Regions from separate parts of the Mus musculus genome. Here all the other regions are linked to region 1. The links are chromatin contacts, called in public Hi-C maps. All regions are on one chromosome and are shown on one strand. Each heading gives the region's core, a stretch centred on a gene start, on an enhancer-like site or on the middle of the called end of the contact. The rest is flanking DNA. Distances are from core to core; before and after follow the strand shown.

What was found. Hi-C and Micro-C count contacts between places; a contact is called where the count stands out from the background.
Region 2: a contact with region 1 is called in a Hi-C map of cerebellum, with 4 times the contacts expected there. The contact joins two enhancer-like sites. A contact is called at or near these places in 3 of 484 Hi-C or Micro-C datasets (cerebellar granule neurons and cerebellum).
Region 3: a Hi-C map of cerebellar granule neurons shows a contact between it and region 1, with 4 times the contacts expected there. The contact joins two enhancer-like sites. A contact is called at or near these places in 5 of 484 Hi-C or Micro-C datasets (brain, cerebellar granule neurons, cerebellum and 1 more) and 2 of 115 datasets of contacts at active chromatin or transcription factors (craniofacial prominence and embryonic forebrain).
Region 4: a contact with region 1 is called in a Hi-C map of cerebellar granule neurons, with 2.1 times the contacts expected there. The contact joins two enhancer-like sites. A contact is called at or near these places in 4 of 484 Hi-C or Micro-C datasets (brain, cerebellar granule neurons and cerebellum) and 3 of 115 datasets of contacts at active chromatin or transcription factors (embryonic forebrain, forebrain and stem cell-derived neural progenitor cells).

Annotation. Positions count from the first base shown.
Region 1 is chr12:89,815,622-89,821,250 of GRCm38.p6, reverse strand. The region is part of intron 14 of Nrxn3 (neurexin III); the gene reads right to left. Among named protein-coding and RNA genes, the nearest start is that of Gm40538, 590 kb to the left of the region's middle. Within about 2 kb of position 2,935, at least 7 of the 459 cell types and tissues checked have an H3K27ac peak or open chromatin away from gene starts, as enhancers often do. A contact at or near this core is called in cerebellar granule neurons and cerebellum, where this site is marked.
Region 2 is chr12:90,564,151-90,569,779 of GRCm38.p6, reverse strand. No RefSeq gene overlaps it. Among named protein-coding and RNA genes, the nearest start is that of Gm40538, 160 kb to the right of the region's middle. Within about 2 kb of position 3,234, at least 5 of the 459 cell types and tissues checked have an H3K27ac peak or open chromatin away from gene starts, as enhancers often do. A contact at or near this core is called in cerebellar granule neurons and cerebellum, where this site is marked.
Region 3 is chr12:90,423,532-90,429,160 of GRCm38.p6, reverse strand. No RefSeq gene overlaps it. Among named protein-coding and RNA genes, the nearest start is that of Gm40538, 18 kb to the right of the region's middle. Within about 2 kb of position 3,335, at least 13 of the 459 cell types and tissues checked have an H3K27ac peak or open chromatin away from gene starts, as enhancers often do. A contact at or near this core is called in cerebellar granule neurons and cerebellum, where this site is marked.
Region 4 is chr12:90,330,038-90,335,666 of GRCm38.p6, reverse strand. It overlaps Nrxn3 (neurexin III), which reads right to left. Exons shown (of 20, transcript NM_001198587.3): 20 at 732-3,879. The coding sequence ends at 3,257. Among named protein-coding and RNA genes, the nearest start is that of Gm40538, 76 kb to the left of the region's middle. Within about 2 kb of position 3,591, at least 4 of the 459 cell types and tissues checked have an H3K27ac peak or open chromatin away from gene starts, as enhancers often do. A contact at or near this core is called in cerebellar granule neurons, where this site is marked.

The DNA.
Region 1 (5,629 bases), core at 1,686-4,185:
AAGAAGCAAAGGCAGTGAACTTGAATCCATACTGCCTAACTTTCTCACTATTTCTGACACTGCCTGGGAACCCTTGGCAGAATCCTTCCTCTGCTCAAGTGGACAGCTGAGCCCTTAGATCTCCAGAGTTCTAAGAAGGTGACTCCACTTTGCAGGAAGTCCGTGCCTCCCCCTGCCACTGCCTCTTTTATAAGCTAGCATCTATATTCCAGAATATGGAAGGGACACTGTGATATTAACCACATCCTTAGGTTCAAATGGGTTCAGGCAAGCTGTCACATTTGAGTATTTATTACCAATTGCACACTCATAGACACTTTTGGATGTGTGTCAATTCAAGACTAAGAAGGTTTCAATGGCATGTGTGCACTGTTCCTGACAAAAGCGTTGGGTATGTGTTTCTTTCTGTTTCTTGAGATGATGGACTACGTGAAGCCACAGAAAGATGAAGAGCTCCGTGGATAGAACTGGGTTGGAATCTGGTGTTTTATCACCCTATTACTTTGGTCAAGTCACTTACCCTCTCTGGGACTCAATGATGCCAATTGTAAAACAATACCCACTATATTAACTCCAAAGATTTGTTTGAACTAAATGATCCCATGCATGACAAACCTCTGGAAGTTTTGACACACAGTAGGTGTGCCTGACACAAGCAAGCCTCTCTCTCAGAATGCGAATTGCAAGGAGAATTACATGGCTTGCTCTTTATAAACTCAGTTGCTCTGCTTCCTGCCCTGATGTGGCTCAACACAGCAGTACGGTGTGTTTTAAACACAACACGGAACTCCTTGCTTTGTACTAATAAGGTGTGTTTAAATGAAACCTTCATTCTTTCTCTCTCAGCACGACTATATCAAGTTGGACTTCAGGCTTTCTAGCATAACAGTGTGCTTCTCTTTACATTGGCTCTTTCTGAGGGGAAAAGGGAAAACCTGGCTGGTGGCTTTGGCAAAATTATCTGACAATTAAGAAAATAGGCCTATAGCACAATGGCATACCCGTGGAATTCAGACAGGTCTAACACACAGGTGAGATGCATGTCTGAAAGATGCAGGAGTCTGAGATCATTCAGTGCTCATGATAAATAGTACTGGGAGAGCTTGCCTCCCAGTGGTACTGAGGGAGCACCCCCATAATGTGAGGAGATGAAACAGAAGAGAATGTTTCCTCCAGCTACAGAATTAAATCACAGTAGCAGTGCATCCCACTATAGGAGGAAAGAATAGGAAAAGTTAGAAGATCAAGAACCTTGCGGAAAGGTTAGAAGTTAAAGGAACAACTATAAACAGGCCGCCAGGTTCACAGAACTGGCGAGAAAGAAAACTTGCAATGAACTCTCCGATTCTACAGTGTTCTCCCCATGAGAACTCTGTCTTTAAATCAAGACTAGAAAGTATCTGTTCTATGACCCCGGATCTCTAAAATGTAAAATTACAAAGGAAAAACAGCATTAAAATAAGTTTTCCCTTTCCATATCTGAAGACAGTTGACCTAAAAACAAAAGTTATTTCCTACTCTAAAGTATAGGTTTGTCAAATTATTTTTTTTTTAGTTTACCTCCTAATGCATATCAAACATAGGAATGTTTGGCCTCAGAATCTTCTCAGAGCCTTCATCACTTTTATTATCCAAGATCTCTGAGCTTCTGCATGTCTTGTTACAATTTGTTAACTATGGTTAGAACTTATCCAATATGGATCTCTGCCTAAAGGGATAGCTGTAGGTCACATCCCAGTTTGATTTCTGTATGCTTATGGAGGTGTTCTCATCTACATTTTCCCCAAAATTAGTGCACAAATGAAGTAGTTCTTCAGAGGCCAACAGTGTTGCCATAGCGAAATAAGGAGAAAGCAGGAATACAGCATCTTCAACCTGCCTGTGGGTGGGCAAGCAAACCTAGGTCCATGAGAGAAGGTGGCCCTGACATTATTGTATTTCTTATAAAATGTGCCACCCATGTGAGTCATGTGGACCACGTATATAATTTAATCTTCTGGGAAATTTTGTGCATAAAGCAGACAAGTCATACTATCAACTATTGAGGTTTAAAGATACATGCCTCTCAGCCAGGCAAAAAAAGAAACAAAGGCTGATTCACAATACATTCAACTCTAAATTTTGTCCTTGATTTACCTCACCCATTCCTAATGTCCCAGCATCCATTTGAACTCCATTACCAGTCAACATTGAGACCTTTATTAACACATGCTTTCATGGCTCATTTTAAAAAGAAGTATCTGAAGTGGGGGAACCTAGAAGGAGAGAAGGAAGGGAGAGGAGAGAAGGGAGGAAGAGGAGGAGGAATAGGGGAGGAAGGAAGGATAGAGGAAGGGAAGAAAATTATTTTCCAAAAGAATTGAACACCTTGCTTCCAATTTATAGCAACTTTACAATGAACAATATGTTGTCTTAGTCATTTCACTAGAGCCTCTTGACTGATAAAGTAGACAGGATATATATAACATTTATATCTAGAAATAAGTTTCATATAAAATCCAACTGGAAAATCATTAAAAATGATACTTTTTAAAGTATTTTTTGCTGCCAAAATATGTAGTATTTGTATGTAGTTAATCTGTTTTCCTCAATTAAAGGTGAAAAGTGAAGCACTAGCAGTGTGTGTGTGTGTGTGTGTGTGTGTGTGTGTGTGTGTGTGTGTGTTTGTGTGTGTTGGGAGGGTGGCAAGAAATTAGCCATAGGTCTTAAAGAAGTCAGTGAGGAGAGGTCTGAGGATATAGCTTGGAAGGGCAACAGGTCTGGCTGAGAAAGCCTTGGAATGTTCACATTAGACTATGCACAGAGCCTGTGTCTGCAGTCAGACAGAGTTAGTCCTATGCACATCAGTGTCTGGACTCAGGCCCAGAAGCTCAGCCAAGAAGGCAAACAGAAGTTGAGTAAACCTGCTGTCTTTGTTTTCGCCATTTATGTAAATAGGACTTTTCTTTTCGAGGCACCATCCTAGGATTTGGTAAATTGCTGTCAGTGTCACCTAGGGTTTACTTGTCTACTCTGAACTCACTGAACACACAGTACAGGTAGAGTGATGACTAGTCCCCACCCTGGAGATGTCAAAATTACACTGTGTCCACAAAATGGGTATATGGAAGCTCCACTCAACAGGAACTCAGAATGCTGCCATTTGGAGTTAGAGCCTGTAAAGAGATGACAAAAATACAACAAAGTTGTTGGGTGGACCTAATGTAGCTGAATGGGTCTTTAGAGAAGGAGGTTGAGGGGAAGCAATTCTGCCTGTGATGGTGCACACAGAGAAAAGACAAGATGGCAACTCAGTAGGGAAATGACCATATGTAAACCAGAGACAGCTCCCCAGAGACTAAGCCTGCTTCCATTCTGATCTTCAACCCTTAGCCTTCAGAGCTGAGCTAGAAGGAAACAAATATGGAAGGGAAGCTCATGGGTTACCTTCAGAGATGTGTGTCTCTCCAAGGCTATCCAGGGTCCCAGAGATATCTGAAATCCTGATAAATCAGCTCTAAACTACAGAATAGAATGTGGTACCTCTGAAATTTTGATATCGAGGAGTAAAGTCTCACTGCTGGATTCTATGAACTAGTAGTTAGAAACAGTCTTTTCCTCTCAGCCCTGAAGGCAATTGTTAAGCATTTCTCATCTCTTCTGCCTGTAACAGTGCAGCCCCCCTCCCCCACCTCTACCCTATCTGGTGGTGGCGGCAATAACATTAGCAGTCCTGAAAAGATTTATCCTCTGATATTATAATCTTCCCCTACCATCTTTCAAGAGCAGGCAAATCTCCAAGCCCACCACTTACCAGCAAGCACATTTTACAGACAGAAAACAATGCATGCCGAGGATAGAGGAGAAACCAATTTAATTAATTCATCACCAAGGCCAACGACGTATAAATCTTATCGTTTTATCTGTCAACCAACACTCTGAATTATTCAGTGTTCCCGATCTCAAGAAGGAAGGCAGAGAGAAAGTGGTGAGAGAGCAGCTGCACAGCGCCATAATGTGCTCAGCAGAGGAGCCCAGAGTGAGCCTAATGCTGGGCAAACTTTAGAGGCTAGGCCCTGAAAGGATCTCGTGGCAGAGTGTCATTCAAGACTCCCTGGTTCCTCTGCCACCAGTGAGGCCACTACCACATCTGCTTAGGATGGTTTGGAAAAGAATATAAAACCTGTATGGAAATGAAAATTAATGGGATGAAAACCAGTACACTGTACCTATTTCTATGCTCTGCCCAGCTAAACCACCCAGCACTTTCACAGCTGCTATTTAAATTGTGGAAACCAAGCATAAGATGGAAAAAAAAAAAAACTCAAGGTGGAGGGGTATTTTGAGTCACGGGAGAATGAAAATATGAATTTTATAAAGGACACTTAGATTTCATATGAAATGATTTGGCCCTACCTTCCTCCACAGTTTGTACAATGAAGAAGCACTTGTCTTTCACAGGGATCAACATAGTTACAGAGTCATGCCCAAGCTGAACACACCAATGTTTTATTAACTTATATTGTAGACAGACCAACGCCTGGCCCATAAACACTGTTCTCTGAGTGACTACTTGGTAGAGGGATACATGAAAAGTGGGTGGGGAACCTCAAAGAAGAGATTGAGAAAGGAGAAGAAGGATATTAGATTTCAGTTTTTAAAAGGGCTCATTCCATCTTGGAGCCCTAGCCAGAGACTATTTGTGGGTACACCAGTACCTTATTAATCTTCTCTTCCAATTTTACAAATGATCTCAGCATCACCCAGGCTGCCCTGGACTTCACACAAATCTATAGCATAATCAATAATTTAAAGATCACCTCCAAGCAAGGATAAGAGCATATGTGAAAACTCCCAGCTGTTCTGAGGATTTCTGTTTTTTTTCCAACTGCCTTTGAGAGAATCCCACCACAGGGCAGGGTGGTGGGGAAAGGGGATGGCTACTGATCAGCAGGATCTTGGAGGATTTGGGAAGTTAGGCAAAGCATTAAAAATGGCAAGCTTTGCTTGTTTGTTTGTTTGTTTTAAAAATCTTTCTTGAGTCAAAAGAAGGTTCTTGGATTCAAGGCTTTAGCTTTAATTTTAAGCCAGCATGAAAGGCAAAAAAAGGGAGGGAGCCTTAGCCAAACTATTCATGACAACTACCCCAGTTGCATGGGTCTATGCCCCCTAAGACCTGCACATAAGACATACTTATAAAAGCAATGCTGACCTAAACTTGGCCTTGAACTAGAAGAAAGCCAGTGTATTTCAAATATGAATGGGAGGTGAATATTACTGGAAAGCTCTGGGGAGTCTCGGGGTTGTTTTAGTAAGTGATGCTATAGGTTGCTCACAGCTGGGATTCAGGAAGAGAGCCAAGGTTGGGATTTACTGTTAATTGCTACTTCGCTTGATTTTAAGCTTAAAAACATGAATTAAATATGGAGGCCACCTATTTAGTATCGATATATTCAGTCCCCAAGTCCCAAATCAGTGGGATGGGGACTTCTTAAAAGAGGACAGGCAAGAGTTAGAATACAGAAGCTTTCTTATCTTCACCATGGCAGCCCCTGGGGTTTGGTGCACCCTGCAGTTCAGTTGGATATGAAAGGTTTGTGAGGAGTCTCTGGCTATTTCTTTATTCTCTTCTTATCCATCAACCTGAATC
Region 2 (5,629 bases), core at 1,985-4,484, 750 kb before region 1:
TCAAATGCTTTGATTCAGTTGGGAATCTAAATGTTCAAACTCTAAAGGTCCTTGTCCTCAATTAGTTTTTGATTAATAAAGATGCTAGTGCCTAAATATTGATGGTTGGGCAAAGGGAGACAGGATAAGACCCTTAGAGTTGCATGGTCTAGGACTAAGGGGGGAGGAGAAAGGAATCACCATGACTAGGGAGAGAGACATGGATGGACATAGGAGGTGCAGGAGATAAAGTCAATCAGCCATGTGTGATTTGGGGAAAGTGGCCACTGGCTACTTTCCTGATTGGACCTAGGGTAGCAGGCAGAGGATAAGAAGTGCCCAGCCATTGAGATAGATGGCATATTAAACATAAGTTAATGTGTGTGTGTGTGTGTGTGTGTGTGTGTCTTTCATTCGTGGATCCAAAGATTCCCTCGGTTGGTGGCTGGAAGTGTGACCTTCCAGGAGCATAAAGCAGAGTAACTAAAAACTCACACAACAATCTCTCTACAGCTGTGATAAATTATATACCCAAAGTACAAGGGCAATGGTCCTGTTCTCTCTTAGGTTACTTTTCCCAGTTATTTGACTATACCAGCAAGGAAAGTAATTAATACTCTATCTACTAAGAAATACTATGCCATCAATAAAAATATCATCATTGCAAAGCATAGTGGAGTACAAGTATAATCTCAGAACTCAAGAATCTAAGATAGGAAGATGGTTAGTTTGAGGATATACATATATATATGATATAAAACAAACAAATAAACAAAACAAGACAGATACAAACAAGTATTCCTTAAAGAGATAAATTGAGTGAGGTATGGTCTACAGCAAGAAGGATTAATAGGACTTGAGGATAGATATTTCTGTTGATGCTTCAAGAACGGATCTTTGTAGGTACTTACAGAGTAGATTAGAATAGAGTTCAGAAGCTTAACTTAATTGAAGACCAGCATGGAAAAGGTACATCCCCATTTCAAACAGGCGGTTTACAGTTTCCCAAGGAGGGTACACTTGGTTTAGTCATAAACGACCCATGTCTCCTCCCATCTACAGCTTCCTTTCCATTTCACCATGCATACATAATTTTCTAGCTATCCTGTAACTTTTTATCTGATTTACTTCAAATTACCATTTTGGTAACTTTTTTGTCAGTTATTGTTGGTTGTTTTTAAAAATTATTAGTCATCTCATACAAGCAAATCCCAGCCACCCTGAAGAAAAGAAGCAGTTTGTGATGACATCTCTAATGTTTAGAACACCTATTTTAATGAAAAGGAAAACTATGTTGACATTTTTATTGTCTCCTAAAAAAGACAATGTAAGGGTTGTTTGTTTGTTTTTCCATCTTCTTTTTAATTCACTATATTCTTTTCTGTAATTATCTTTTTTTACACCTCTGACAATGTGGCATAGAGAACACATATGTTGGAACACTGCTAATTAAGATTCCGATTTCATTGTTTACTGAATGTATGACTTTGAGGCATTCCCATAGGCTCATGACGCCTCAGTTGCAAAGTCTGTCATTGGAACATATTAAGGAAATCAAGGTGCCCAGGAGTTAATTTATATCTTTCTTCTTCTTTCTCACTGTACTTAACTATGCTCTCATGTCAGCTGTGTAGACCTCTTTTTCTTCCACATACTCAATGTTGATTAAAATCCCAGTCATCATTTGAGTTCAACACTTTCATCTATGGCTCCTCCCATCAATGCCCATTACAAATAATTATTTTACCTCTCTGTGCTCCAACCGCATGCACATTGAACATCCAATTACAGCGAAACATGAAAGTCACATGACTCGGTTAATCATTTGAACCCCTCCAATGCAAACTTCTTGGCAGAGGGACCATTGTGTTTTCTATACTCTTCAAGTAGCAACAGCAAGAAATCTGAACATTTCAGAAAACTATGTAAATCAAGTAAAGGATTCTCCATCACAGCTTGGGTGTGGTCCATATCACTAGGTGTTCACACAGGGTATTCATGATGTAACATTAAAAATGACTGTGAAAAAAATCAAGTTAGGCCTCAAACAATACTGGATAAAAAGAGTTAAAACCACATATGATATATATCTCCAAGATATTCCCGAAAACAATTCTGACCATAAACACAGTCTGCCTTGTGTGTTACCTTTAAAGGGAAATGTGAAACATGTTCTCTTTGTATTCGTTCTGACAGCTTTTCTCTTTGGTAAGCTACACTAGCCTCTTGAGGTGCTGCATTCTATTATACCTGGAACATAACACATGTATAATGAATATTTAACAAAATTAAAATTGAAATTGGATAAATGGAAATAAAACGGCAAGATGAATAAGGCAAGGAGAAGTCAGCAGGGATCTTGGAATGTGGTGGGCTCTTTGAGCAGCGACAGTCAATCTTTATTAAACACTTTCCACATGTTGTTACATTTAATCCTAGGTCCTGTCTGATGAGAACAGTTAGGACTTGCATCTTGCAAAAAAAGAGAAGAAACCAAGGTTGAGGGTAAATTTGAGTCATTTGCCTGAGGTTACCCCTGAGGCAAGAGACAGAGACAGCACTAACTGTCACCTTAAATTGCATCTAGATTGAAGGAGACTCTCCTACATCAGTTTCCAAAAGCTCTCTCTGCACCTTCATCTCCCTGCACAGTAGACAGGAGAGTTCTTCCTGTACAATGACATGACAATCAGCAATAGTTATTTTCTGTGTTCATTAAAGTAAATTAAGGAATGAAGACACTGGCCTATTGAAGCTTAACAATCAGTCCGGATGGGACACAATTACTCTCTTCACAAATGTAAGAAAAATAAATCAGTTTCCATAGGAATAAGCCACGTCCAAAGGCATGGATAGGACCCTGCTTAGGTTTGCCTGGCTTTGCCTGGCTCCCTTTGTTCTCAATAGAAAAAGCTTGGGAAGAATCCGTGAAGATCTTGCTCTATTTCCCCATGAAATCAAGTGGTTCTTTTCTTAAACACAACCTTCTCCCCACTTCCATTTTTTTTTTTTTCATAATTGACACACGTCAATGCTTAAAAGCAGGGAGACCTCAACAATGAATGTTTTTGACAATGACATTTCTAGTGGAATTGGCATGGTATTCAGCTTCCCATGACATCAGAACAGGTACAGAGAGTATTCCTTGCGAAGGGAACTAGGAGTGTCTTGCCCAGAGAAAGACATGAGAAGACTAAGAGAACCTGAACCTTTTGAAAATAACTTGTTAGACAGAGGGTTTTTTGCCCAGGAAATCGTTGGCCTGGGCTGCTCTCTAGTGGTAGGCAGTGTTCACTGTCAGAATTTCTTGTACAAAGGCTCCAAGCTGAGAGGCAAGAAGAAAAAAAAAATTCAAGCTTTTCTTGGACACCAGCAGATGAGCTACAAATGAATGTGTGTGTGTGTGTGTGTGTGTGTGTGTGTGTGTGTGTGTGTGTGTGTGCGCGCGCGCATGCACATGCATAGACACACATACACATACACACACAAACATGTAAATACATTGGCACATACCTGAGGCAAAGCACAGGGTGACAACTTTTAGGAAGAAATGAGAACAGAGGAAGAAGGATAGTGTCTTTTGTAGGATCTAGAGAAAAGTTGGAGGGGGTAAAAAGACTCTTTGTGAAGCCTCAGATATGAATCTGCTATGTGTTCATATTCCATAGGCATTGAGAGTAACCACAGGGAAGATGAATCTTCCTCATTGATGACTACTTGAAAACCAGTTTAAAAGCCCAGTGTGTGTGTGTGTGTGTGTGTGTGTGTGTGCATACCAGTTTATGTGTATTTTGGGGTACATGATCCATGTGCATGTGGTCAGGAGTAACTTTCAGGAGTTGGTTATTTCCTTCTACCATGTGGGTCCTTGGGAAGGGACTCAGGTCATCAAACTCAGTAACCAGTGCCTTTACCTGCTGAGCCACCTAACCAGCCCCCATCTACTTTTAGGTAACAGTCATTTTTATATCATAGGTATGTTGAATAAAGAGCTTCTCATGTTGCTTGTACATCCCTATAGGTAATGCAGAAGAAGAGAGAAGATGTCCATCTTGTGCTGACACTGTCTCTCTTTCTGTGAGGCCATCACTTCTCTGTCTTGGTCCTGATTTTTTCCTAGACTATGTGCATAATTTAACTTAAATTTTGAATTACATACACATTTCAATCAAAGATAAAACTAAAACGAGTTTAGGATTTTTCACTGTGTGGGCACCCTAGTTTATACCTTTTTGTGTGCACATAATAATTTTCTGTGAAAAATTATGTGGCATATTTGCTGTTCTGGGTCTTAGTTAATGTGTCTATAAAATTTTGACATCAATGTATGGAGTTTGCAAGACTGATTGATAATCTTTCTTTTTACTTCTGCTATACCCTGAGCCTTTTGATTCACCAGAGATTCATGAGAAAAAAAAAAAAAAAGAACAAATGTCCTGGGTTATGTTAGATAGCAGCTGAAGCTTGGACAGCTAAACAGCAATTCATACACAGAGAGAAGCTCAAAATAGAAGGACACCGGGCAAGTGGCATATTGGTGGCCAGCAGGTAGCTCCTCTCAGAAGGAGGCAGTAAGATCATCATCCTCTGCAGAGTAAAGTTCAGAGACTTGATGAGCCAGCGTAGGAGATACCCAGGGGCCTTCCACCCTCTCAGAATACAGGGGGAGGGGGAAGAATTATTGGATGGGGTGACCAGGAGGAGGAGCAGTGAGAAGTATGCAAAATGAAAAAAAATAAAACGAGAGAGGGGAAAGCCTCTTTATGCTCCATCTTCCAGATTTTCTTTTCTTAATAGCGTTCTCACGCCCGGCCAGGAAGAACACAACAGACCAGAATCTTCTGCGGCAAAACTTTATTGCTTACATCTTCAGGAGCTAGGAGCGCAAAACCCCCAGCCCCAAAAGCGAAAGCCCCTTCTATTTACATCTTTAGGAGCCAGAGCTCCGGCGCGCCAAAGCGCAGAGCGCGCTCTATTGTTTACATCTTTTGGCAGCGAGAGAGCGCAGGGGCGCAGAGCCAGAGAGATGCCAGCGAGAGAGAGAATGGCGGAAACCCCGTCCCCTTTAAGGAGGAGTTATCCTTCGCTTAGGATGCATCACTCCCTGATTGGCTGCAGCCCATGGCCGAGCTGACGTTCACGGGAAAGGCAGAGTACAAGTAGTCGTAAAATACCCTTGGCACATGCGCAGATTATTTGTTTACCACTTAGAACACAGGATGTCAGCGCCATCTTGTGACGGCGAATGTGGGGGCGGCTCCCAACATTCTTTCTTCATACTTACATCTCCATATGTAAAGAGTTAATTATATGGGTAATTGGAGCAGAACCCCACCGTCACCACCCCAGCACCTACACATGCCTCAGTTATCTTCTGCCTCAGGCAGAAGTAGAGCTCAAATTCAGATGATAAGATGAAGATGATAAGATGATAAGGGTCTGGGTTCTTCTGAGACCAACCGCAGGAAGCTTTCACTATGCTACCACAGCACTCTGCTGAGAGAGCACCATCGTGACTTGACATTCTAACGGGTCATCCATGGAGCAAAAATATTCCCTGTCATTTAAAAATGAGCAGGATAAAGAAAGGCAATGGGTGGCTCATGTCAAAAAGGGTTATGGAGTATAAGAGAAAAATGTTGATAAATAT
Region 3 (5,629 bases), core at 2,086-4,585, 610 kb before region 1:
ATTTTTCTGGTATTAGCTTGTTTGTTCTGAGACAAGTTCTCAAAAAGATGGCCTGGAACTCACTGTGAAGCTGAAGATGTCCTCGAATTCATAATCTTCCTGCCTCTACTTGTACAGCAATTATAGGCATAGGCTAATGATACCCACCTCTGTACTAAGACTTTTAAACTATGCAGTAGAAGGTTAGAAATTTTGAAGTACCAGGCATGAATGCATTTTGTATTGTGAAAGGCCTTGAACCTTGAGGGACACGGAGTGGAAAGGCAATATTTGGATGTGGTTTGGCATTCCAACGGCTCAGGTATTAGAGAACTGACTCCCAATCTCGTGGTGCTGAGTTTAAAGCAGAAACTTTACAAAGGCAGAATCTAGTAGGATATAATTCAAGGTGCTACCTATCCAAGGCACAGTGATGTTTTTGCTAACAGCCCTCTCTGGAGAACTGATTGGGATTCGGTTGAAACTAAGTGTGGTCACTCCCTACTTTCTCCCACTTCCTAGGTGAATACTGTATGTCACCCACTATGGGGCCTTAATCAAAGTCAAGCTGATATGTATACCATACCCCATTAACCTCCAGAACTATGGACTAGGTAAACTTCTTTTCTTTATATATTTCCCTTACTTCAAATGTGTTGTAATCATCTCAGAAAATGGAATAATAAAGAAGTATGTTTTCTTGTGAATTTAAGTAGCCCTGTGGTAATAAACTGGCATGATTTAACAGTGTGTCACCTCAGTGACTCGTTCTCTCCTTAGCTTGTGATCCTCAGGGGTTTTCTTGTGCTTTTTAAGGTAGGCCATCTAAAGTTTCAAGGCAAATGCTTGAAGTCTTGAATTCCAGTCAGCATGCCCAGGCTACAGTCACTGGGAACACACAGGTAGAGTGGACTCCTACCACCTGTGTCTTTTGGAAATCTTTGTCCCACAATTGCATGCAACTCTTTGACCTGGACATTTTTGGCTGAAAGTTAGTCACATGAACATCTGAAACTAAAAATCAGTTTCTGGAAATAGAGTCTTTGTTCTGGGATGCCATTCTGTCAAATAAAATAATAGATTATATTATTGTAAAAAACATGAAAATAATATTAGAAGATAACTAGAAGTCTCTGGCATTCGTGGGTTACTTAATCTCAAAAATCTCATGAGGAGTAACTCTAAAATGCTATTGTTTTTGCTGTCATTAATTCACTTGACAAATGATTTTTGCGTTATTATGTATTAGGTCTAGTTGCTGGATCTTGGGGCTTTGTAAGCAACAAGGTCCACAGTCTATACTGCTCAGAGCTTTACTCTGCTTAGAAGGAAGGCATTGAACAAATGCATATTTAATATGAAACTAGATGGTGATAAAGTCTATGAAGAAAAGTTATTTGGCATGATTGAATAAGGCAAAATGTTCATTAAAGCCAGGTGACTTTGAGAGACCTTTGACGAGATATTCTATTAGTAATAATCTGGATTGAGCCATAAAGCCATCTAGAAAAGAAGGTCAAGACAAAAGGAACAAATGTATCCTCTGATACAGATCTCTTCTCTCTCTCTCTCTCTCTCTCTCTCTCTCTCTCTCTCTCTCTCTCTCTCTCTCTCTCTCTCCTCTCTCTCTCCTCTCTGTCCCCTCTCTCTCCTCTCTCTTTCTCCTCCCCTCTCTCCCCTCTCTCCCCTCTCTCTCCTCTCTCCTCTCTGTCCTCTCTGTCCTTTCCTCTCCCCTCTCCCCTCTCCCCTCTCCCCTCTCCCCTCTCCCCTCTCCCCTCTCCCCTCTCCTCTCTCCTCTCTGTTGCTTATTATACTGGTTCATATGAATGATCCTTACACAAATACAGGATGTTCTCAAGATCTCAAGAGTAAAGACTGAGGTCATCCAGATAAGAAGCTCTGTTCTCAGACTGCCACTGGACTCTCCCCTTCATTACCATTTTATTGGCATATTCATTCTCGTTCTCTCTCCCTGTCTCCTGTGAGTGAGTGAGTGAGTGTGTGTGTGTGTGTGTGTGTGTCTGTTTGCTTGGTACTGTATGTTCCTATTTTCTGTCTTTTCCCATCCAACAATATCCATTCTTTTTATTCATAGCATTAATAATCATTTGACTGTTATATAACTGCATGCTCATTTTATTGCTGTGCGACATTAAAATGCATAAGGGGGCTTTCACTATTTTACATTTTAGTCTCTTTGGAAGCACCCAAACATACTACATCGGGATGGTGTTCAGTCCGTAAAAGGCTTGCTATGAAAGCAGGGGGACCTGAATTCCATCCCTGGTACTCATAAAAATTTGAGGCCAGTGGCAAGCATCGGCAATGCCAATGCTAAGGTGGGCAGAGACAGGTGTCCCCTGGAGTCCACTGGACAGAATAGCTAGCTGAATTGGTGAGCTTCAGGATCATTCAGAGACCCTGTCTCAAAACCTGAGGTCAAGATTGATAGAGAAAACCGTCATCATCATTCTGATCTCTGTACACAAGCATCCAAATGCACACACACCTACATCCGCAGGAAGATATGCATACCTACTCACCAGCACAAACCCCTGCCCCACCTCACCCCAGCATCTTATATACAGCAGAGTTCTCTAAATAGTTGTTGAAGGACTAGAGAGATGACTTCTTCCTGGCACAGTCTTTTCCTAATTTGTTTTTCTCAAATGGCATGTGGAAGAGCGTATGGCACGGAACATTGACTTCCATACTGGAAAGGCAGACACTAAGAGAGGAAAAGGCAGTCGGACGTGGCAATTACTTCCGAGGGTAATGACATATTTTGAAATTTGGAAGCTGCTTCATTAAAATTCATTTTGCACTACATAAAATAAGGAGTTGGGAGGCTGACAGAAATGAAACTCAAATAGGCATTCATTTCCTTTATCTTTTTACAAGACAGATCAATTAGTAATTTTATGGCCGAAAAAACTCATTTTTAAACGTTATGTGGGGCTTAGTGTAATATCAAATTTGGCCTAGTGTCACCTTTATTGAGAAATTGAAATCACCTTTACATCTGTTCATCCCAGGCTTCTTCTTTATTTATTTATTTTTTAAATATGGAGTGGCATATTTTCACCATCTGAGGTTGACAAGGGAAGAGGAGAAAGGCCATAGAAATGATCTCTTTGCATCAAGTCTCTCAAAAATACGGGTTCATGGTCAGCGGGTCAGCGATCAGCAATGGACCAGAATGTTTAAGCCACGTTTACATTTGTAAACCAGGCCTCCAAATCCCTCCCAAACAGGTGTGAGGGAGCATCCAGATGGACTCCAGGAGAAGCCAGGAAGCACACACCTTCTGCTGAGCTCCTGGCTGCTTTGCAAGTTGGCAGGATTTAGTGGCATCCTTGCCTCTCTTGGGGGCCTGCCAAGGGCACAGGCAGGAGGTGCCGGATGCTGATGAAAGCCAGGCTTCCTACAAGGGGGCTGCTGGCCAGAGATTTGACTCTTTTGCCATCATGATGTTATAAAATTCACTTCTTGCTGAATTACTGCTGGTAAAGATCCTAGATTCCTTTTAGGTAAGAGAATCGAGGTGTTATACAATCTCACCGTCCTGACTCATATGCTGACATTCTGCCACCTGAATTTTCCCTGAAAGATTCCATCAGAATTGGAATTTGTTCTTCAGTCTTGTATAGAGTTGCTGTTCAACAGCTGCTTCAGCCCACTCTAAAGCAATACCAGAATGTGGGCTTTTTCATGAGCTCCCTGTTGGGAGTGAGGATGCAGGATGCTTGCCATCCTCTTCATGCATTTGGCTGGATGAGAACAACTCTCTGATGAAATTGCAAACAAGAAACCTTTGGCCTCTTCGATGGCAAACAGTCTTGGGATAGCAAGGCTGATGGATGTATATTGTCCCTTCCACAGAGAGGGAGAAACCAAGACAGGTTCCCTAGCAACAAAGCCTCATGGGAACTTCTTGGAGGAAGGAGAATTGCTCTCCTGGATGCCCTAACCGAGCCAATGTCACTGTTCAAGAAGTCCTGTTATGCTAATGTCAGAAGCCACATTCAAAGAACTGAGAAGACAATAGCTTTCTCTTCCCTTAGCTTTCCCACCATCTTAGACTCTATCCATCCTCATGTACTAGAAGAGCCCCAGTCATAGAGGAATAAGAAAATCTGAAGAATACAGAAAGTACCAATTTCTCCTAATCTTATTTCTCAGTGGCATTTTATTAGGTCCAGAGGAGGTGTTGCAGTTTAAGTGAATTAATAGAGAGAACTACTCTCAGCTTCCTTTATTATCCTAACGGCTTTAAGGTATTTCTTTGTGCAAATATACCAAAGTAACTTCCGTATATAGTGTATCAGAGACAAGACTCTCAGTGTGAATCAACAACTGTCTCAATTCCAGAAGTGTTTCTTAGAGCTGAGCCCCTCTGTACAAAAGATCTTTCCCAACAGAAAAGGAGATATTATCTATCATAGGAAGATATTTTCTTCCAGGAAACCAAGAAATGACTCAGTGAGCAAGAGAACATGCTCTTCAGGTTTGAAGACCTAAGTTAAGATCCCAGAACTGAATTAAAAAAAAAAACAAAACCAAAAGCAATGTGTGGTTGCATAGGCTTTGAACCCCAGTGTTCCTGGAGGTGGAAACAGGAGGCTGGATGAAGTTGCTGTCCATCAGACTAGCTCCACATTCAGTCAGAGACACTGTCTCCAAAGAATAAAACAGGGAGGGCATCCAGCAAGAACCTCCTCCTCTGGCCACCACATGCTGTACTCATACATGGAGGTGCAAACACACACACACACACACACACACACACACACACCACATTCATGCACATAGATATACACAAAATATAAACATGCAATAATTACTCAAGGCACTTTAGTTTAGATAAAGATTAATAGTTTCCTACTGATAGTAGCTCTTTGAGAGTTAAAGAAAACAAGTCACTAAAGTGTCTGTTTACTAAGCCTGTTTCTTTTGTATGTTTTCCTTTTATAGCTTCATGGTTAATTCACTTATTCAGTGTATCCTTCTACAGAGAAGTAGGAGCTGAATCTTTAAAGTCAAACCCATTAGGAGTTTGGGGGCTTTCCCCAAAACTAGATATGGCTCTCATCAATACCAAAATCTTCTGAAGTTGTTTATGTCACAGAAAATTGCAGTGGCGTCACAGAACAAACTCCCTGACTATATAGTCAAAGTACATATTTTCTCTCATAACAAAAATAAAAAATAAAAAAAATAAGGGTATCTCAAAGTGGGTATATAAGTTTTAGAAAATCATTGAATACCAAGTTCTTCATCCTTCTAGGTTCAGCATTTGTAGTGTGTGTGTGTGTGTGTGTGTGTGTGTGTGTGTGTGTGTGTGTGTATGTGTGTGCATATTTAGTACATGCATGTAAGATATGTGGGTCCATAAACTGTGACTAGACATGCAGAAGCCAGAAGAGGGTGAGAGTCCTCCACCATTCTCTACTTTATTGCTTTGGATGGGATTTCTCACTGAACTCCAAACTGGTCAGTTCACAGACTGACTAGCCAGTGAAGTCTCATAATGTACGTGTCTCCTCTCTACCAGTAGAGCAGCAGCCATGCCTAACTATTTATATGACTGCTGAGAGACCAAGCTCAGATCTCCATGCTTGCAGAGCAAAAAAAAAAAAAAAAAAAATCC
Region 4 (5,629 bases), core at 2,342-4,841, 510 kb before region 1:
AGTCAACTGTAGAACTATGCCACTAACAAAACCTGAAGGCACATAATGGTATATTTTAGAACTGGTTAGAGGATAGTTATTTAGTTGAATATAAAATTGGGGATCATGGTGCAAAATGGGGTGCAACCTCATTGGCAAATGAAATGTGTGTCGAAAGTTCCATTGCTATGAGAACAGTACAAGCCAAACTGAGTAGATGAAGAACCTGATAGGTGGAAACTCTAGAAAGAAACTAGTAAAACTTAGAATCTCATTCAAGTTTTATTTTATAATTCAATGAAGCTTTGTATTTTCTTCTGTACTCTGAAGGGAAGCTTAGCAAAAAGGATACCCAAAGCTTTCTGTTTATGGGTATGTCTGAATATAATTACTAAATAGTGCTCAAAGTGTTTTGACTTGTAGAAAACACTTACCAAAGAGTTTTGATAGCAAAGCCTCCAGCAGTGTTTTTCAGTGTTTTTCTGCCATCTTACCTTTCTGGAATGCACCTTCTCCTCATCTTTGTCCATCACAGCAATCTGAACCCAAAGACCTCAGGTAGACTGGGGATTAGCTCATCTCGTGAATATGCCCTTTGGATCACTCTGGCATTAATAACGTGGTCAGGACAGCCTATAGCACATGAACGTGGTTCTAGTTTTCTCGACTTGTAATAAAATATGATGTACTTAGCTCTGTGCCCAAAATTTTTTACCAACTTTAAGAAAATAAACATGCACCATCACACAGGGTTTTGGGAAGAACATTTTATTGCTAAGCATATCCATGAACGAAAAAGCAAATGGGAAAGCAAAGAGAAAAGGAAAAAGAAAAAAGCAGGAACATCGCAACATTATGAAAAAAAATCTCTTTCAGGGTCTGCAAAGAACACAACAGGAATCCAATGAAAGCTCTCGTACAGAATGCACAAGTTCCCGTAAAACTGTCCAAATATTAACTTACACTAAAAGGAATATAACAAATGAGTATTTACTCCGATTTTTAAAAAAAAGTGGAAAGAAAGAAAGGAGAATATCAGTTCACAAGATCTCACGACTCCAAGAACAGCAATCTGTCACAGACATCGAGATATAATCAACTTCATATAGGCTGGGCCATTTATCTAAAATCGTGCTTAGATATCCTTGTACAGTCCTGTCTTTTTTAATGACAACAACAACAAAAAAAAGGAAAACTCTTAAAACATTGAAATCTCAGATAAGGAGGAACACCGCTCTCCATACACATCAGTAAAGGCTACCACTGTTTTAGACTGTGCCTTCTGCCCCATGTCTGTAAGATATTGTTTTTTCAAAGTCAAATATTCATGCAACTTACAAAGACCAGCAAGAGTAGATTTCTAAATCTAAACAGCTGATTGGTTTTCATCTGTACAAAAGAAATTGTATATGCCTGCCCCTCCAGATGACACATTGCCCTCTGTGAGAGTATGTGTCTTGCTTTATCTTCTTGCTTTTTGAATGGCTATGGCCATGAAACCAGTTTGTTTGTTTGTTTTTTTTTTTTTAATTACTCTGTACATTGTTTCCTCTTTACAAAAAGAAGACAGAAAGAGAATGGGACACAAACCAAATAAACAGACAGAAAGGAAATAACAGTTCTCAAAGCGGTAGGTACATACACGACTAAGGGATTATACCAGCAAAAATGTAGTAAAATATGTAAACAAAATCTGAGAAGTTTCTGTTGTTTGTTGTTTAAATTCTCTTTGACACAGTTAACTGTGACAAAACGAAAACTCACACTTTCTTCACATTTTAAGGTTTACTTTTTTGTTGTTTTGTTATTTTTCTTTTAAAATAACATTCTCATTCCACTTCAAGACTTTAACAGATTTCTGTGTCAGTCATCCCATCAAACATACCATGATAAATATATCTGTATATATATTTATTTATATATATTATACTATTAAATTCCTTTTGTGTGTGTGTCACAGCAGCTTTACTCATTTATTTATTTGTCTTTAAAAAAAAAAGATGGGCGGAAGGAGACATGAGGAGATGGGAAGGATTTACTCACATCAGGCTACAAAGTTAAACCATATGGAAACCGTTATTATGTTGGGGGTGGGGAAGTAACTATGATTTTTCACACTTGGCCATGACTAGGCTTGTGTGACCACTTGTGGTTGTGTTACAAGTTAGGAACTCCCTTGCAGTCTGTTGAAACAGATGCTAACATTGTCTTTTCTTTTTTGTGGGTTTTTTTTTTTCTTTGTTTGCATGCATTTCACAGATCCAGTCCACCCCCTTTCCCTTTTTTCCTTCCCTTAGAAAGGCTCTGCTTTAATTCTTGGGGGTTACATTTCCCCGTTCACACACTTTGGGTTGATGGACAGGGACAGTATTTGTTAAGTGAAACCAATAGCTCCGATAACACCAGCCCCAAACCCATCTGTTACAGGTTTGAATGGCAAATATTGGAATTAGATCTGGGGACCTGCTTTTCAAACGGCTTGTCATCCCACATGGGTTCACCAAAGCATTAGGAAACTAACAATTGGTTCTAGAGACACCACAACCTGCTACATGGAGTGAATGCCATGGTAGATTTTGAGTTCATATGGCAAGAGTCTCATACTTTTTTTCTGAGTATATTTTTTTCCTTTTCTTCTTATGTGCAGTCTTTGTCAAAAAAATAAATGAAAACCCAAAAGCTATTTTCCCCTCAGATCTTGGAAAGTTACACACACACTGGTCAGAACCAGATAAGGGTATTTCTGGGTTTCTTGTTTTGTTTTGTTTGTGTTTTTTTTTTTTAAGCGTTTTTCTTTTCTTATTTTTTTGTTTTTGTTTTTTTTTACATAATTAAACAAACAAACAAACAAAAAATAACCCAACATTGTTACAGTCAAGATTCACAAACATTATTACAGACTCACTTGGAGCTATGGAACAAGTAAGCCATATGGTCTTCTACCCCTTTCCAAATGTTCTGGAGAGAAGAAAGCTTCCAAGGTCATGTGGAGTCATGGACTTGCTCCAGGGCACTAAGTGTGTGCTTTATGATACAGCAGGGCAGAGAGAATTTTCTGTCTTCGGGCCAAGGCTACAACCTTGCAGCATGGCTCACCATTACACAGAGAGATACACCATCGTATGTGTCCTTTAAAAAATGGTTTTTCCCACCATAGTCGTGGTACACCCCATCTCACAGAACACATTCAACAAGTTAAATCTCATTGTCAAAGTATTCAGGTGTGTGTATAGAAATAATTCTGTTTTAAGTTCGCATACGACTGGTGGTGTTATGTTTACACATAATACTCCTTGTCCTTGTTTTTCTGTTTCTTATGGCCGCTCTTGGAGCTGGCTTGCTTCTCCTTCATGAGCGTGCCGTTGCTCTGGGCCGAGTTGCTGATGTAGTTCCTCGTCTCGTCCACTTGATAGGACCCCTCGTCCCTGTTCCTGTACTTGTACATGGCGTACAGGAGGATCAAGATGCAGAGGGCGGCAGCAGCCACAATGCCGACGACCATCCCTGTTGTACTGCTGGACTCCCGGATCACCTCTGAGGCCCCCGGAACCCGTCTGATTCCTGGCTCCGTGGGGTTTGCTGTGGGCACATTACGGAACATGGGGGAAGTAATTAGTGGGCTCTTCAGTTTGGTGCTGTCTAGCTCATAGGCAGTGGGCAACGGAAGCAAGACTATATCAGGCTGGGGTTTGAGATCACGGTTATTCATTTTGCCAGCTGGCAATTTGGGCACCATCCCAGACGAGGAGGACGCTGTGAAGCGGATCAGCTCAGGGGACAAAGAGGTGGTTGTAGTTCTACTAGTTTCCGAGACTTTGTTAGGTCTAAAGTCCTTGGATTCCCACTTGGGCGCATGTGCTTTGTAGCCACCTTCGAAGATTGAAGTGGAAAGACTCTTATCTGTTACCAAGGAGAAGGTGGTGTAAAAATCTTCATCATCAGTAGGGGGCAGGTTAGAGTCAAAGGTTTCCCCTGAGCCATACCCAGATATCACCAAGCCATCATCATCACAACCATCGCTGCCTTGGTCCGACAAGCAAGGTAACCCCGCCTCAGAGGTCATGGACAGGGAATCTTTGGTGGTCTCAATAATGGTGAGGAGGGGGCGGAAGGTAGGGGGGAGTGTAATGGAGGGTACACGAGTAGCAATAGGAGGGGTAGCTAAAGGGTCTTCTACCAGAAGAGGAATAACTAATTCACCTCCTGGGATTGAAAAGAAAAAAAGACATAATTAGTACAGGCGTAAACACAGTTCATCCTTACTCTAATGAATGCAGGGCAGAGGTTATGCTTCTGAAATTGCTATAAAATGAGCTGCATCTGCATATGGGTAATTTCTGGCTATTGACTTATTATTCTGGACTGAGACAGAGCTCATTATATGCATCTACCTACCCAAAATTTGGAACCTTGAAATTAAAGCCTTAGATTTTAAAGATACTCTCAAGTGATTTTGAGTGGCAGAATCCAAACAGGCTGGTTTCAGGATCTTCTGGCAAGATGATGACTTTCAGTCAATAATGTTCTTGGAAATACTATGAAGACTTCATGTGTGTGTTACATACACAGTGATCTTTCTTTATGGCTTTATCAACATGAATATAACATTTCTTTATTGCTTTCTTGGATCCTATCTACTGGCTCTCAGGAGCATGACGATGATCTATTTTCCATTTTACTGAGACCAAGATCAAGACCAAAGAACTCTAAAAGTTTCCTGTACTACCTTGGGGCTATCCTAATTTCCCATTAGCTAAGAGACAGGGACAAACAACAGGTTTAAATGTTCATCTTGATGCATTTTGATTATGTATCTCTTGAAACTCCCTTGACTCTTAAAATTACAACCTGCCTTGCATTAGCATAAGATGTGTCTTGTGCATTCAAGGCTTTTATGTTATATGAAATATATGCTGAGCTAGAAGCTCCATTTAAAAAAATGCCCAGCCTAGGTTTCCATGACTGGCTGGAAACTCACGTTTTGGTTGAGAAAAGTTGATTTAGCAAAATCAATTTTGAAATCAGTGACTCTTTACTAGAGTGGCAAAATATGTATATGTATATATATATATATATATATATATATATATATATATATATATACATATATATATATACACACTAGTGTTCCCAGAAAGCTTCACCATTATATGATTACTAAACACGTGGACAGCAGGGAAAAAGCAATTTAAGAATACTTCATAAAAACACTGTGTCTTGCACATCACAGATGCAAGAAATACTCTGCCAGGGAAGTTGCTCATTTAACTGTAAGGCTGACATTTTCCTCCCATGTCAGAAAGACAAAGTCTCTTTGGCATCTCTTTTCGATTGAAGTGGTGTGATTTCAAGAAGTCACCACTTTGTGTCCTGTCATTGCATTTATTCTAGAAAGACATAGTCTAGTCAAAACCTAAAATTGTTTGAAATCATAGATTCTTTTCAAATTCTGTAGAGCAATGTGCTGAGACAGTTTTCAGGTACAATAACTTTTAGTAACTCTGGCTTCCTGCAGTGGGGAAGCTGAGACAGGATATGCAATAGCAAGCAACCCATCAAACAAAGGAGATGGTTTACTGTCACTGACTTTAGAGAACAGTCTCTGAGATGAGGAGGAGTCCCTAGGCTTATGGTGGGGGAGGATCTCTAG